Regions from separate parts of the Sus scrofa genome. Here all the other regions are linked to region 1. A link is a contact called in public HiChIP or PLAC-seq data. All regions are on one chromosome and are shown on one strand. Each heading gives the region's core, a stretch centred on a gene start, on an enhancer-like site or on the middle of the called end of the contact. The rest is flanking DNA. Distances are from core to core; before and after follow the strand shown. Region 1 holds the start of KDM4A (lysine-specific demethylase 4A). Region 2 holds the start of DPH2 (2-(3-amino-3-carboxypropyl)histidine synthase subunit 2). Region 3 holds the start of IPO13 (importin-13).

Evidence for each region. HiChIP or PLAC-seq counts read pairs in DNA pulled down with a chosen protein or histone mark.
Region 2: an H3K27ac HiChIP or PLAC-seq map of alveolar macrophages shows a contact between it and region 1. The contact joins the promoter of DPH2 here to the promoter of KDM4A in region 1. A contact is called at or near these places in 3 of 5 promoter capture datasets (fetal liver and liver) and 1 of 2 datasets of contacts at active chromatin or transcription factors (alveolar macrophages).
Region 3: an H3K27ac HiChIP or PLAC-seq map of alveolar macrophages shows a contact between it and region 1. The contact joins the promoter of IPO13 here to the promoter of KDM4A in region 1. A contact is called at or near these places in 3 of 5 promoter capture datasets (fetal liver and liver) and 2 of 2 datasets of contacts at active chromatin or transcription factors (alveolar macrophages and skeletal muscle).

Annotation. Positions count from the first base shown.
Region 1 is chr6:167,639,976-167,644,226 of Sscrofa11.1, reverse strand. KDM4A (lysine-specific demethylase 4A) reads left to right here and starts at 1,846. Exons shown (of 22, transcript XM_021096835.1): 1 at 1,846-1,997.
Region 2 is chr6:167,325,586-167,329,836 of Sscrofa11.1, reverse strand. DPH2 (2-(3-amino-3-carboxypropyl)histidine synthase subunit 2) reads left to right here and starts at 2,077. Exons shown (of 6, transcript XM_021096833.1): 1 at 2,077-4,251. It overlaps IPO13 (importin-13), which reads left to right. Exons shown (of 19, transcript XR_298727.3): 15 at 1,054-1,120; 16 at 1,208-1,266; 17 at 1,420-1,509; 18 at 1,802-1,983; 19 at 2,077-2,250.
Region 3 is chr6:167,345,324-167,349,574 of Sscrofa11.1, reverse strand. It overlaps IPO13 (importin-13), which reads left to right and starts at 1,770. Exons shown (of 19, transcript XR_298727.3): 1 at 1,770-2,605.

The DNA of each region.
Region 1 (4,251 bases), core at 597-3,096:
AGTTTGTTTTTTTTAAGGAGCGCGTGTGCCCAGCCCCAAGGTCTAAATCAAAATGATCAGGGTATCCAATTAAAAAAATCGCAATTCATTGATGTCCATCTCATCCATTTTGTTCTATATAATACCGCACTTTTTGCCAACACATATTAACTCTCGTCCTTCACAACAATCCTGCCAAGTATTATTATCTTTTTCTTTTTACTGATGGGAAACCCACGCTCCGAGGAATGATTGATTTTTGTTTTGTGTTTGTTTTTGTTTTGTCTTTTTAGGGCCACACCCAAGGCATATGGAAGTTCCCAGGCCAGGGGTCAAATTGGAGCTGCAGCTGCCGGCCACAGGCACAGCAACACCACATCTGAGCCCTGTCTGTGACTTACACCACAGCTCACAGCAACCCTGGATCTTTAACCCACGGAGCAAGGCCAGGGATGGAACCCACGTCCTCATGGATACTAGTTCATTACCCCTGAATCATGACAGGAACTCCAGGGAGTGACTGATTTTGAACACAAATCTGACTCCATAGCTCTTTTTAAAACAATTTTCTTTTTTTTTTTTTTTTTTTGTCTTTTGTTGTTGTTGCTATTTCTTGGGCCGCTCCCGCGGCATATGGAGGTTCCCAGGCTAGGGGTCCAATCGGAGCTGTAGCCCCCGGCCTACACCAGAGCCACAGCAACGCGGGATCCGAGCCGCGTCTGCAACCTACACCACAGCTCACGGCAACGCCGGATCGTTAACCCACTGAGCAAGGGCAGGGACCGAACCCGCAACCTCATGGTTCCTGGTCGGATTCGTTAACCACTGCGCCACGACGGGAACTCCTAAAACAATTTTAATTTAATTTTTTTGGCCACGCCCATGGCATGCAGAATTTCCTGGGCCAGGGATTGAACCCCTGCCATATCAGCCGCAGCTCAAGCCACTGCAGTGATAATGCTGGATCCTTAATCCACTGTGCCGCAAGAGAACTCCAAGATCTGACTCCACAGCTCTTTCTAGTGCACTACAGCACTAGAAAGTAATTTTGTACATCTTTTATGACTCTGGTTGTGGGTCTTCTACTTTTCAGAGTTATGCCTCCTTCCATCACCCATGACAATCTGGGGGCTCCTTAGAGTGACTCACTACCCCTCAGGAACAGTTGCTAATGACTTCCAAGAACCCCCTCACCCTCCAGAAGTGTGTCTAATGACTCCCAGGATCTTCTCCCACCCCAAGAGCTGCTCCTAATGACCCCAAATCCCTGCTCCCCGAGGAGCTGCTTTTTAATGACCCTAAGGACATCCCCCCTCAGGACTCGTCCTAATGACCCTCAGAGTTCCTTTCCCTTTAGGAACTGACTGCTCTTTTCAACGAATGTCCCGGTTTGTGGGCAAACGAGGGGGTTCCCAAGACACGGGACTTTGCGTTTTAAAACTGAGTACCAGGCAAACCGGGGCAGGTCGGTCACTGTATCAGAAACTCCTTGACCTCGGAAGCTGCCCCTCTGGGTCCTCAGTGCACGTTCCCCTCAGACAAGGGTTCTACTCACCCCCAAAAGACTGTCCCCACCCTTGCCTACAATAGCTTCATCATCGCCTTTACCCTGGGCGACCATCTCATTTCTAGGCACTCGCCTCTTGCAATCGAGATTAGCTACGGGCGGCCAGAAGCCTGTCTACGATTGGCCAGCTCGCCAATTCAGCCGAGATGCTCAGTGGCCGCGGTCCCGAGTGGTACAGCGTTTCCTCCTGGCAACAGCGCTAGCCAGCGCTCATAGGCTGAGCAGATTGATTTGCCCGGACTTTGGGGCGGCTACGGCGCGCGCTCATTGGCTGTTTGAAGGCTTATAGAAGCCCTCGGATTGGTTGACTCTGTGGAGCGCTATGCGGCTGCGCAGAGGCCGACTTTAGAGAAGGCGGAGCTTCGTCGTTCGCCGGCTGGAAAAGCAGTGGGATCGGCTAGTGGCGACAGCAGAGGCCGGGCCTTAGCCCTGCCGGGGCGGCGGGCTTTAAGTAAGAACCACAGGGTTTTTGAATTCTTTCGGTCTGTTGCTGCTGTAGCCGTGACCGTGAGCTTCGGTGGGGGAGGGGCGGAGGGTGGCCTTCAGCGGCGAGTGATAGGCATGGTTCTCGGCCATTGGGAGCAGGAGCTTCTGAAATGGGTCCTGAGATTGGCTCTTTCCAATCTCTCACGGCCAATGGACTTCGGGAAGGGTGGGCGGGTCTACTGGGCCTTATTTTCTTCTTCCTGCGGCCGGGCCTCACTCGCCTAGGCGGCGGGGCCGGGAGGGGCTGGGCGTCTGCGAGGTGAGCTTTGGGGACCTTCGGAGCGGGGGACTGCATTGGGAGCGATACTCGCGGGAGCCGCTGCGAAGGGAGGGGGCGGGAGCTTGAGGTGGTTGTTAGCAACAGCTCCCTTTATTGAGTTGATAAGTGCCAGGCCTGGTGCTAAACGTTTCGCTTGCATCATCTGAGTTAATCACGGCAACCCTGCAGGGCAAGGAGGTTGGGATCCCCATTTACTGGAGGGGAAACTGAGACTCGGGCAGCTTACACAGCCGAGGTCACACAGCTAATAACTGGCAGAGACAAGATCTGTATTCAGAGTTTTAACTCCGGGGCCAGTGCTCTCTTCAGCCACTAGGCTTTGTTGCTGGATGGGGGAAGGAGGGTGTCAGGGAACAGGAGCTTTCCCCAGGGAGAAGATTGGGGGAAGGGAATCCTAGGGTAAAAGAAAGGGAATGAGCAATTGAGGTACGGCCGAAGAAATCAGTTATTCAGCAGTTACTGAATGCCTACTCTGTACCCTGCATTGTTCTAGAGTTGTAGGCTTATAAAGATATGTAAGGCCGTGGGGGGCAGTTGAAGCCCCATTAGGGGCTTCCAAGGCTTGGGGCAGGGCCCCGTCACTGTGTTCACATGATTATATGTTTTTGTAAAATTTGCAAAAGGAAGATAACTTGTGTTTTTTAAAAAAGAGGGTCTTCAAAATGGAGTAAGACTTCAGGTTGCTCTACACTTGAATTTGCCCTTGCAAAGGGTTTAGACTAAGTGGAGATTATGATGTAGGCAGCATAGAGTAATGGAAGGAGTACTGGGAGCATATTACATGACTGTGGGCAAATTTCCTGGTATGTAAAACAGGGCTTACAGCATACCTACCATGCAAAGTTTTGGTGAGGTGCATGAAAGTGCCTGGCCAGGAGCACACTTTATTTTTGGTTAGTTGGAAGCCAGAGAGATGCGGGCTCCAGGGCTGGTCTTCTCTCCTTCAGCCTCAGTCAGTTTTGCTCCATGCCATCTACCCGGTCTTTTACTGGGTGCTTGGTAGGTTGGAGGCAGTTTTCTCCCTTCTGACCTCTTCAGCTCTCAAGGGGACTCTTGGAGCTGAACTGCCGTGGCTTTGGGGCCCAGATTTGGGGGAGATCAAGGAGAGAAGAGGACGTAAGGGTTTCGCATCTAAGCTTGCTCCTCATAGCTGGTATGCCTGGCTCTCACTCAGTTGAAATAGTCTATTGTGTTATCAGGCAGTGGGGATGCACCCACTTAGCTGAAGTCCTCATCTAAAAACAAAGTATTTATTAAGTATTTATTTCACCTCCAGTCAGTTAGGAAGTTTGCCCTTGTGTTGCCGGATTATTGCCTGTTTAAATTTTGTCCTCTGAGTTCTGGGTACAGTGCAGTTGAGCTAGTCTCCAGCTTGACTGCACATATCGGTGTTGAAACCACATTTTGGATAACATTTTCACTTGAGAGTTTTAAAAAATCGTAGTTCAGGCTGTTCATATCAGGGTACGTTTTAACCCTTAAACTTTGTAAACCTGTAGTCAAGTCACTTTTCTTAGGAATCTAGAATTTCTGTTTGAAAGCTGTGCCCTAGTAGGGAGCCCATAGATTGATATTTATTTTAAAAAAAATCAGGCTGTAGTATAACATTAAATATAAGTTTAGTATTTAGAGAGGCAGTTAGCAAGGTGTGAAAAGGGGAGCAGCAGGAAAAGGTAAGGGTAAAATGTGGGCGGGGCAGCTGGATTGTTAAATTGGACCAGCAACCAAATAATTAACAGTTGCTCTTTTTAGCTGAAACAACGTTTCCATTTAAGTGGGATTTAAATACCTGATTTGGATACATTAGATTTGTTTTAAACAGAACTTTTTCTATCTCTGAGTATTTCTTACTCATTTAAATAATTTGCCTAGGGGCGAATTCCAGGTGTGAAGTCTTCATGCTTCCTCAGAATTTCTACATCTTTTCCTGTTTTAAGCA
Region 2 (4,251 bases), core at 828-3,327, 310 kb after region 1:
GTCTCTGGGAGAAGGCATCTGCGTGTGTATCTGTGAGTGTGTATGGGGAGAGTGCAGCTGCTGGAGACCTGAGGAGGTTGAGGGTACAGGTGTGTGGACGTGGTTTGGGGACACGTGGTTGGGGGAGCTGGGTTGTGAATACATAGCGAGCGTGTGTTGCACATCTGGGAGAGTGGTGCGTACAAGGGATGTGGCAGAGGTGTGTGGAAGAGGGTAAGTAGGGTGTGTGAAGTGAGGGTGCATGGGGGGCTGTGTGCACACGCGTGAACCCGGGGGAGTGAACATGCAGGGGTGTGAGGGCTGGCGGGTTAGGGGTCCGTGTGGCGTGCGTTGGGGGCTGCTGGAGAACAGCAGTGCTTGAGGACTGTGGGAGCTGTGCAGAGCATCTCCTGTGGCCTGAGGATGTGCCAGTCCTGGTACCACTTGGGGTGGGCTCTCTGCCCCTGTACTCCATCCACTCCCCGCAGCCTGGCAGCCCTGGCTTCCGGGCTGGGTCCAGTGGAGAAGGGCCTGGGCACAGGGCCTCTTGAGGAAAAGGGGCGGCCTGGCCTCCAGAGTCCTGCCCTGCTTTTCCTCTTCCTGAGCTGAAGGGTGTCTCAGGAATGCAGGTGGGACACAGGAGTGGGGCTGTTGGTCCAGCTGCCACCTCTTCTTCCTGCTGCCCTGTTAACAAACCCATGGGGGCCTCCACTGCCCTTGTGAATCAAAGCAAAGCTACTGCTGGCAACCTGGAGCCTGCAGGAGGTCTGGCTCTGATAGTGGGGGTGGGGTGGGGAGGTGTTTGCTCAGGGGTGACTCGGGACCCAGACTTTCTGCATCGTGACCCCAACCTCCCATTCGCCTGTGCACTCATGTACACATACACGTGCGTAGCATCCCTCGGCCACTCCCCTCCGGACCTGCTGAACTCTGGTCCCCCAGAGACGGCCGGGTGGCTGGTTTTGGCAGCCTCTCCTCGTGGTGTGTAAAGTTGGGGCCTGGGTGGCAGGTGAGTGGGGGGGAATGGTCCTTGGAGCTGGCCGGGGCTGGGCTTACCAGCTCCACATCCTGCAGGCTCTGAAGCGGAAGCCCGACTTGTTCCTGTGTGAACGCCTGGATGTCAAAGCTGTGTTCCAGTGTGGTAAGTGGGGCCAGGGGCCAGGGGGGCCTGGGGCCCCCTTGGGAGGACGCTCGGGCCCCATCTCATGTGTCTCTGCCTCTCTCGCAGCTGTGCTGGCCCTCAAGTTCCCCGAAGCACCTACTGTCAAGGCCTCCTGTGGCTTCTTTGTGAGTCCCACGCCAACCCTTAACCCCCCGCCACCCCTATACCCAGCCTGCCCTGCCCAGGACTCCAGAAGGTCAGGGTGTGGTGTGCTGGTGTCGTCTCCAGGGAGACAGGGGGAAAGAGCGGGGGCTGACGGGCCTCTCCACCCTCTGTAGACAGAGCTGCTGCCTCGCTGCGGGGAGGTAGAACCTGTGGGGAAGGTGGTACAGGAGGACGGCCGCATGCTGCTCATAGCAGTGCTGGAGGTGAGAGGGAGCAAGCGGGGCACGGAGCGGGGTGGGGCGGCCTTCACTGCGGAGGCAGCTGCCCTCCTGGGGAGCTTGAGCCTCTGGCTCCCTAAACTCTCCGGTCCTGTTGGTTCATCAAGCAAATGGCTGAGAGCTGTTAGGCTGCTGTGAGGATCAGCGGGCTCTTAAAAAGCACGCACTGTTAGGTGCATTGGGCTGAGAACCTGTCAGGGGAGTGGGTGCCTGTGGCTGGGCATCCTTCCTGCAGAAAGGCCAAGGCCCTGGTGTGCTGAGAGCCCATCTCCCTCAGGCCATCGGGGGCCAGGCCTCCCGAAGCCTCATGGACTGCTTTGCCGACATCCTATTTGCTCTGAACAAACACTGCTTCAGCCTCCTGAGTGTGTGGATCAAGGAGGCACTTCAGTCACCTGGCTTTCCCTCTGCCCGCCTCAGCCCTGAACAGAAGGACACCTTCAGCCAACAGATTCTTCGGTGAGCAGAGCTGGCAGGGCCTGGGCTTGAGCCGGCGGGGGGCAGAGGAGGCCAGGGTGGATGTGCTAACTTGCTCTCCCTTTGCTCCTTCAGCGAGCGGGTAAACAAGAGGCGAGTGAAGGAGATGGTGAAGGAATTCACACTTCTGTGCCGGGGGCTGCATGGCACAGATTACACAGCTGACTACTGAGGGGCGCCCCCGTCCCGCCCACACTTCCTCCTTTACCGCTCCCAGCCCCCAAAGAGTAAACCTGAGTCCTCACTGCACTGCTGTCTCCGCTTCCTTTCCACTGCCACTACCCCCTAATGGGGTGACCTTGGAAGACCTGGGGGAAGGATGGGGGGATGCTGGAACCCAGGCCTTGGTAGGGAGTGCTGGGGCCAACCTGTAGCTCCTAGGGTGGAAGGGGCACTGCTCTAGTCAAGCTGCCTAGGCGGGAACCATTCCGAGAACTGCCCTGCCCTTCCGGCAGGTGGGGACTGCAGTGGTGTCCAGTTAAGTTCGTCCCATTATTCACGCATGCACACATTGATGTAATCAACAATGCTGAGTACCAAGCCTCTCATTCTGTCTCAACAAAGGCGACCTAGTCTCAAGCTGAGCTGGGGGAATGGGACCCGTGAGGAGGGCTGCATGGAGCAAGTTTCATTTCTGAAGGGAATAGGTGTTTCCTAGGTGGAGGACTTGGGGCTTTGGGCTGGAAGTGAGATGGGGCAGGTCCACTTGGGAGGGAAGAAATGCGGAGTAGCTTTGAATTCCAGGCTGGGTTTCTTGTGCGGGGTTAGGGAAACACCCAAACTTGCCCTTGGTTGAGGAGGAACAGAGAAAGTGGGACTGAGCCTGTGGGGGAGGATGCACGGCAGCCCCCAGAGGAAGAGGAAGGCAGGCCTTAAGCGTTGTCTGCAAAGCGGTAGCTCCCCACCCCTGATACCTGACCAGTACATGATGGGCAGGGCCTGGTCAGGACCAAGGACAGCTCCTGTCCAGCTGCTGCCCTGCTCCCTTAGCAGGGCTCCCTCCCTTTGTGCCCGCAGCCATAGTTCCTTGCTGGCTGCCTCTCAGCTCAGGCACCGAGCCTTCTCTTAAGTTCGATCTCAAGAGCAGGACTGGTTCTCCTCACTCCCAGCCTTGAGCCATGAGCCTCCTTGCAGGTGATGGGAGAACTGGTTATTCCCACATTTGTCTCCCTTTCCTGTTCTTTTCCCAACTTCTGCACCCATGCTCTGTCCCCCGTTCTGCATCCTCATTCAGTCTCTTCCCTCACCAGCCAGCATCAGCCCCTCTTTCATGTCATCCTGAGGTCCGTCTTTCCCGTTTACCCCTCCTCAGACCCATCTTACCTTACTCTTGATTTTTCACTTCTCCTGAGGTATGTGGAGATGTTTCACATACTCTCTGTCCTTTTCTCCCATGACGTAGCACCCAGGTGTCTTCCTCCGCCCTGCGGGGAACAAGTGTAGCATCTATAACTTGGAAGGATGAGGGGTCTGAAGAACAGCTTCTAAAATCAGACCTGGGCTTGGTATCAGTGATGCCGCTGACTGCTGTGTCTTGTTAGACTGGCAGTTAGCGTCTTTGAACCTCAGTTTCCTCATCTGTAAATGGGACAGCTCTTACTCCAAAGACCGGAAACTCTCAGTATGTAGCAGTTGGTGAACCAGGGTTTGGCTGGTTGACAGACTGCTGTGAGGATAATAGCGAATGCTTAGTATATGTGCTGTGTGAAGGACTACTTTTAAGAAATTTTATGTCTAAATTAACTGTACCTAGCAATTCTTTTAGGAGTGCTATCGCTACAATGCCCATTCTGCAGATGAGAAAACAGCTATAAAGACGTAGGATAAGTGTCCCAAGAGTCTCAGTAGTAAATGGCAGAGCACAATATTCGAACCTGGACAGTTGGACACTTAAATTAAAAACCACATAATGCCGCCTCCCAGATGATAGAGTGCACAGGCAGTGCTTCACACTGTAGGCGGACAGGAACTGCTTAAACTAGGGTAGTCATTTTCCGGAGGGTCAGTGTTTCTGAGGGTGCGTGGCGGGCTGAACCGGAAGACCATTGCAAGGGCCTGCGGCCAGGAGAACTACAGCACCCACAATGCCCCGCGCCTTCCGCCGCGGCACTTCCGCTCGGCTTCGGGCTCGGAGGGCACTCATTGGTTCTCCGTGGGAGCCTTGCTGATTTAACGTTGCCATGAGCCCGCCTCAGACACCCGGAAGTGATCTCCCCGGAGGCCCCTGTGCGGCCGAGAAGCGGGGGTTTG
Region 3 (4,251 bases), core at 521-3,020, 290 kb after region 1:
GGCACCAGAAAGAAGCCATGGATTGGAAGCAAGAAGAAAATTCACACTGACCAAGATGCAGCCTCTAGACTGCACTCTAGTCATATACCCTCTCAGTTTGTCCTTCCCTGGAGGAATTACTGTCCTCATTTTTTTTTTTTTTTTTAAGTGAGTTCCAAAAAAGTCAAGGTCTTATGGCTAGAAAGTGGCAGAGACAGGTTTTGAACACAGACCTAAGTCCAGAATCTGTGCTCTTGATCCTTCCCCCTTCCACACCTTCCACAATGAAATCTCAGGCTCGGGACCAAGGCATTTCACAGCCCTGTGCACAGACCTGGAATCAGCTCCCTTAGGCTGGCTTCCTGCTTCATCCTTCCAAACACCCCAGCCTCTACCCCTTCCTCCTTCAATGTATCCTACGTAGGACAGAGAGAGGCTAAAATGCAAATCCAGTCATCACTGCCCACTTGAAACCCCATCGTGGTTTCATACTGCACTGAGGATAAGGTCTAAATTCCTTCAAGAGACTACTGTTCCCAACTTGTCTTTCCAACCTCATCTCTGTTACTCATCCCCCTCCTTCCTCCCGGCCCCCATTCCCTCTTAAAGTGAACACAAACTATCTGTACGTCAAGCATTTTCTTGTTAAAGGTTTGTCGAATGACTAGATCCCCACCGGACTCTGCTTAACAGCTCATCAAGCCTCCCTCCTCCCCAGTCTTGCTGTTCTTCAAACTCAGAGCCAGTTTCTGGACTTTCTCAGGGAGGCCTTCACCCACCTTCTCAGGCCTCAGTCCTATGGCCCGCTTCCTCCACTGAGCACAAGCGCAGGGAGAGGTCTTTTCCCGTTCGATTACTTCCTTTCCCTGGCAAGCGTTAAGAAAAGGTCAAGCGGAGGGTAAGGGGCAGGGACTGCTGGGTCTGCCTGCAGCCAGTCAGATGTGGGGCTGGTCTCGGCTACCCGAGTTGTGTGCCCAGGGACGAGGTAAGCGCGACCCTCTCCAACTTTGGCTTCCTCCCCGGAAAACAATGAATGAAAATTACCCACCACGGAGGTGCTGAGAGAGGTGGACCTTAGATATGCAAAGCACTGATGCTAGCACTTCAATGGGAACTATTCTTACTTTAATCACTCAGAAACAGAAGTTGCTCCCAAGAACCCTAGGAAATTCTCCGAGCACTGTCCATGGTACGCGGTTTCCCAGTTGCTCGATGGGTGGCCCCGAGAGCCACCCTTTTTTACTACGGAGGCGTGCCAAGTTTCGTTTCTTCTCAGGGTGGTGCGGAAGCCGTCTTCCCAGACGGCCCCTCTCCGGGCCCCAGGTGGTGCCCGCGGCGGAGCACCAGAGTGACCGGGGTCCCCTGTATTCCTCTCCCCAACACACACCTTATCCTCCAGCCTGGGTTCCCAGCGCCATCCATCAACCCGTTGAGTCACAGCCGTCTAGGGAGCCCTCCCGCAGCGCCGCCCGCCGGTCCGACCGGGAGCGCTGGAAGCCGCGGTAAAACTGGGGTTGGCTGGGCTCCGCCAGCCCCAAGCCCACGTGCTCCCGGCCGCGGCCACCAGGCGCCGCCCTCTCGCTGGGCGCAAAACGGACTACATTTCCCAGGGTGCAAAGCTGCGGGGCCTTTGGCTCGGCGGGGGCCTAGAGCGGCGCGCCGCTCCGTCGCCTGCTCGGGGGCGCGCGTGTTGGCGCGAGGACGGGAGCGGAGACCCGGAATGAGTTGCCGCGCAGTTCCGCCGGGCCGTGCCGGGCTGCGCCGGGCCGGGTCGGGTCAGGGCAGGCGAGCCGGGTCGGGGGGGACGGCGTCTGTGTCGGCGGTGCCGAGGACAGGCGCTCGGGGCAGCCCTCACCTCTCTGAGGTCCCCGCCCCGTCCCGGCCGGGCCGGCTCGCCTGTCAGTCACTGGGGCGGAGGCAGCGGCGGCAGCGGGGCCGGAGCTCGGCGGTGAGAAGAGCGCGGGCCGGGCCGAGCGGAGGGAACCTGCCGCAGCCCCTCAACTCTCCGGACTCTTCGCCCCAGACCTGCGAAGCTGCAGCCCCGCGCTTCGTTGGACGCCTGCGTAACCTGCGAAGGGCTCTTTCCCCCGTGACCCCCCAGCCCCTTGACCTCCTCTTAGGACCCGAGAGCTCACTCAGAAGAGGGTGTTGTGGGTACAGGCCATCGACCCTGTGACCCTTGGCGGGCCGGGGCCTCGGTTTCTCCCAGGCCTCCCTCCCCTGTGACTCTCTCCTCATAGATTCCGGGGACAGAGCCTTGACCTACCACTAGGACCCCTCGCTTGCGAACTCCGCACCGGTGGCTTTCTCCTAGGAGTGCCCCTCCGTGGGTCTTCTCCGAAGGGCACCCCTTTTGGCCTTTGGCAAGCCCCCCGCCCCCCACCGAGGTGGGGAGGCCTCGGCAGCCATGCTCGCCCTGGGTCCCCTGTCACCCCAGCTCTCCCTGGGCACCCAAGCCGGGGTCTAGCAGGGGGGCCAGCAGCCAAGAGGCTGGGGCAGGAGACAGGTCACGGTCCACCTCCCTGCTGGGGAGGGAGCAAAGATGGAGCGGCGGGAGGAGCAGCCGGGGGCTGCAGGGGCTGGAGCGGCACCAGCCTTGGACTTCACTGTGGAGAACGTGGAGAAGGTATGAGGGCCCTGGGGTGGGCACTCCAGTGACAGAGCAGAAGTTCTGGGGACAGACACTAATGCCAGAGCCTAGGCCTGGGCTGGGTGCCCGCTGGGAGGGTGCCTCCAGAGCACCTGGCATTTGCTGTCTTTCTGGGCAGCAGTAGCCTCTCAATAGGCTATTTTTGGCCTTTCTTTGACCTGGGTCCTCTGTGGATACTCTAGGGTCTCGGGATGGCCCCCCCAGGGTGCTCCCCGTGTAGCTCTCCAGCCAGACTGGCTCTCCTCCAGCTCCATGGGAACTGCAGGAGCAGTGCAGTAAGAAATCAGGAACCCAGGAGACCTGCAGCTCAGTCCTCAGAAACCATGGCGATGCTGAACCCTCCTGGACCTGTTCTGTTGAGCCAAGGGCTCAGAGAATAACCTGGAGCTAAAACGATCTGGATGGTGCTTTCACTCTTCCTTGGGGAAGGGGCCTTCGTTTATTGGACCGAAGCCAGACCACTCCTGGTTGGTCCCCTTTATTTTGCCCAAGGGGCCTGGTCCTGCTGGCAGCTCCAGGGGCCTTCCCTACTCACCTGCCCGCATGGCTTCCTGCCACGGCACTCCCAGGCTCTCCCCACTGCCCAGTCCATCTTTTTTTTTTTTTTTTTTTTTGAACTTCTTTTTTCCTGGGCTCTGCCCCCAGAGGCTTGCCATGCAGACATGCATGTCCCCTGGGATGAATGGGGAGATGGGGCTCCCTTGCTGGAAAGCAGAGAACGGTTGCAGATATTCATTTGTCATTCTCGAGCCCTGTGCGCCATACCAAATGGTGAGGATGCGTCTCTCTGCTTCTGTTCTCCGCCTGCCTCAGCATCCCCGGGGAGCCAGACAAGGGACAGTGGCCATAACGGACTGTCAGAGGTACAGACGGGGCTGAGCCTCCTTGAGTGGAGCCTGCGTTGAGGGGGAGAGGTCTGGTCTCCCTCTTCCACCCCCCCGGGGCTGGGCAGTGTTGGCATGGTGGCGCACTGTTCCATGTGCTACCAGGGAGATAAACGGCTGTTTTCTTACTGTGTGAAGTCCCAGTGGAATGGGGACCCTGGGGGTTTGTCTAATTGAGAGCTCCAGGCGAGGCATTTGCCAGGGCTGCAGGCCAAGACTGCTCTGGCCAGCTTCTTGGACCCTCTCCTGTGCTGTCTGAGGCGTGTTCTCACCCTCCCCTCCCTCCAGTTTGTCTCTGCCTAGAGCTGCCTAGCAAAGTCTTAGTCCTGCTCAGATTTCACAGTGGCTTTGGTGCCGGCATCTGGAGTGACCTGGGGGTGATTCTGGGGGATGCTAAATGGGGCCGGTGGAGTGGATGGGAGCAGCTGTGCCTGGGAGAGTCCGGGCCTCTCGGGCTGTTCCACGCTCCTTTCAGGCTCAGCTCCGTCCCTCTGGAGCCCTTCCTTCCACCCGGGCCTTGCCCATGACCTCAGGGGCTTCCCCTTTGGGGAACGCGGCCTCCTTTTTACTGCTCTCCTGTGGCAGTTCACTCCCTGAACCCATAATGTTTTGCTGTAAGGAGAAGAGGCTGTGGGAGAGCATGGGCAAAGTTCAGGCTCTCAAGACATCGGCGGGACCCCAGGTCCGAGAGACACTGCAGAGCCGTGAGCTCTCCCCTCCTGCTCAGCCCCCAGTCAG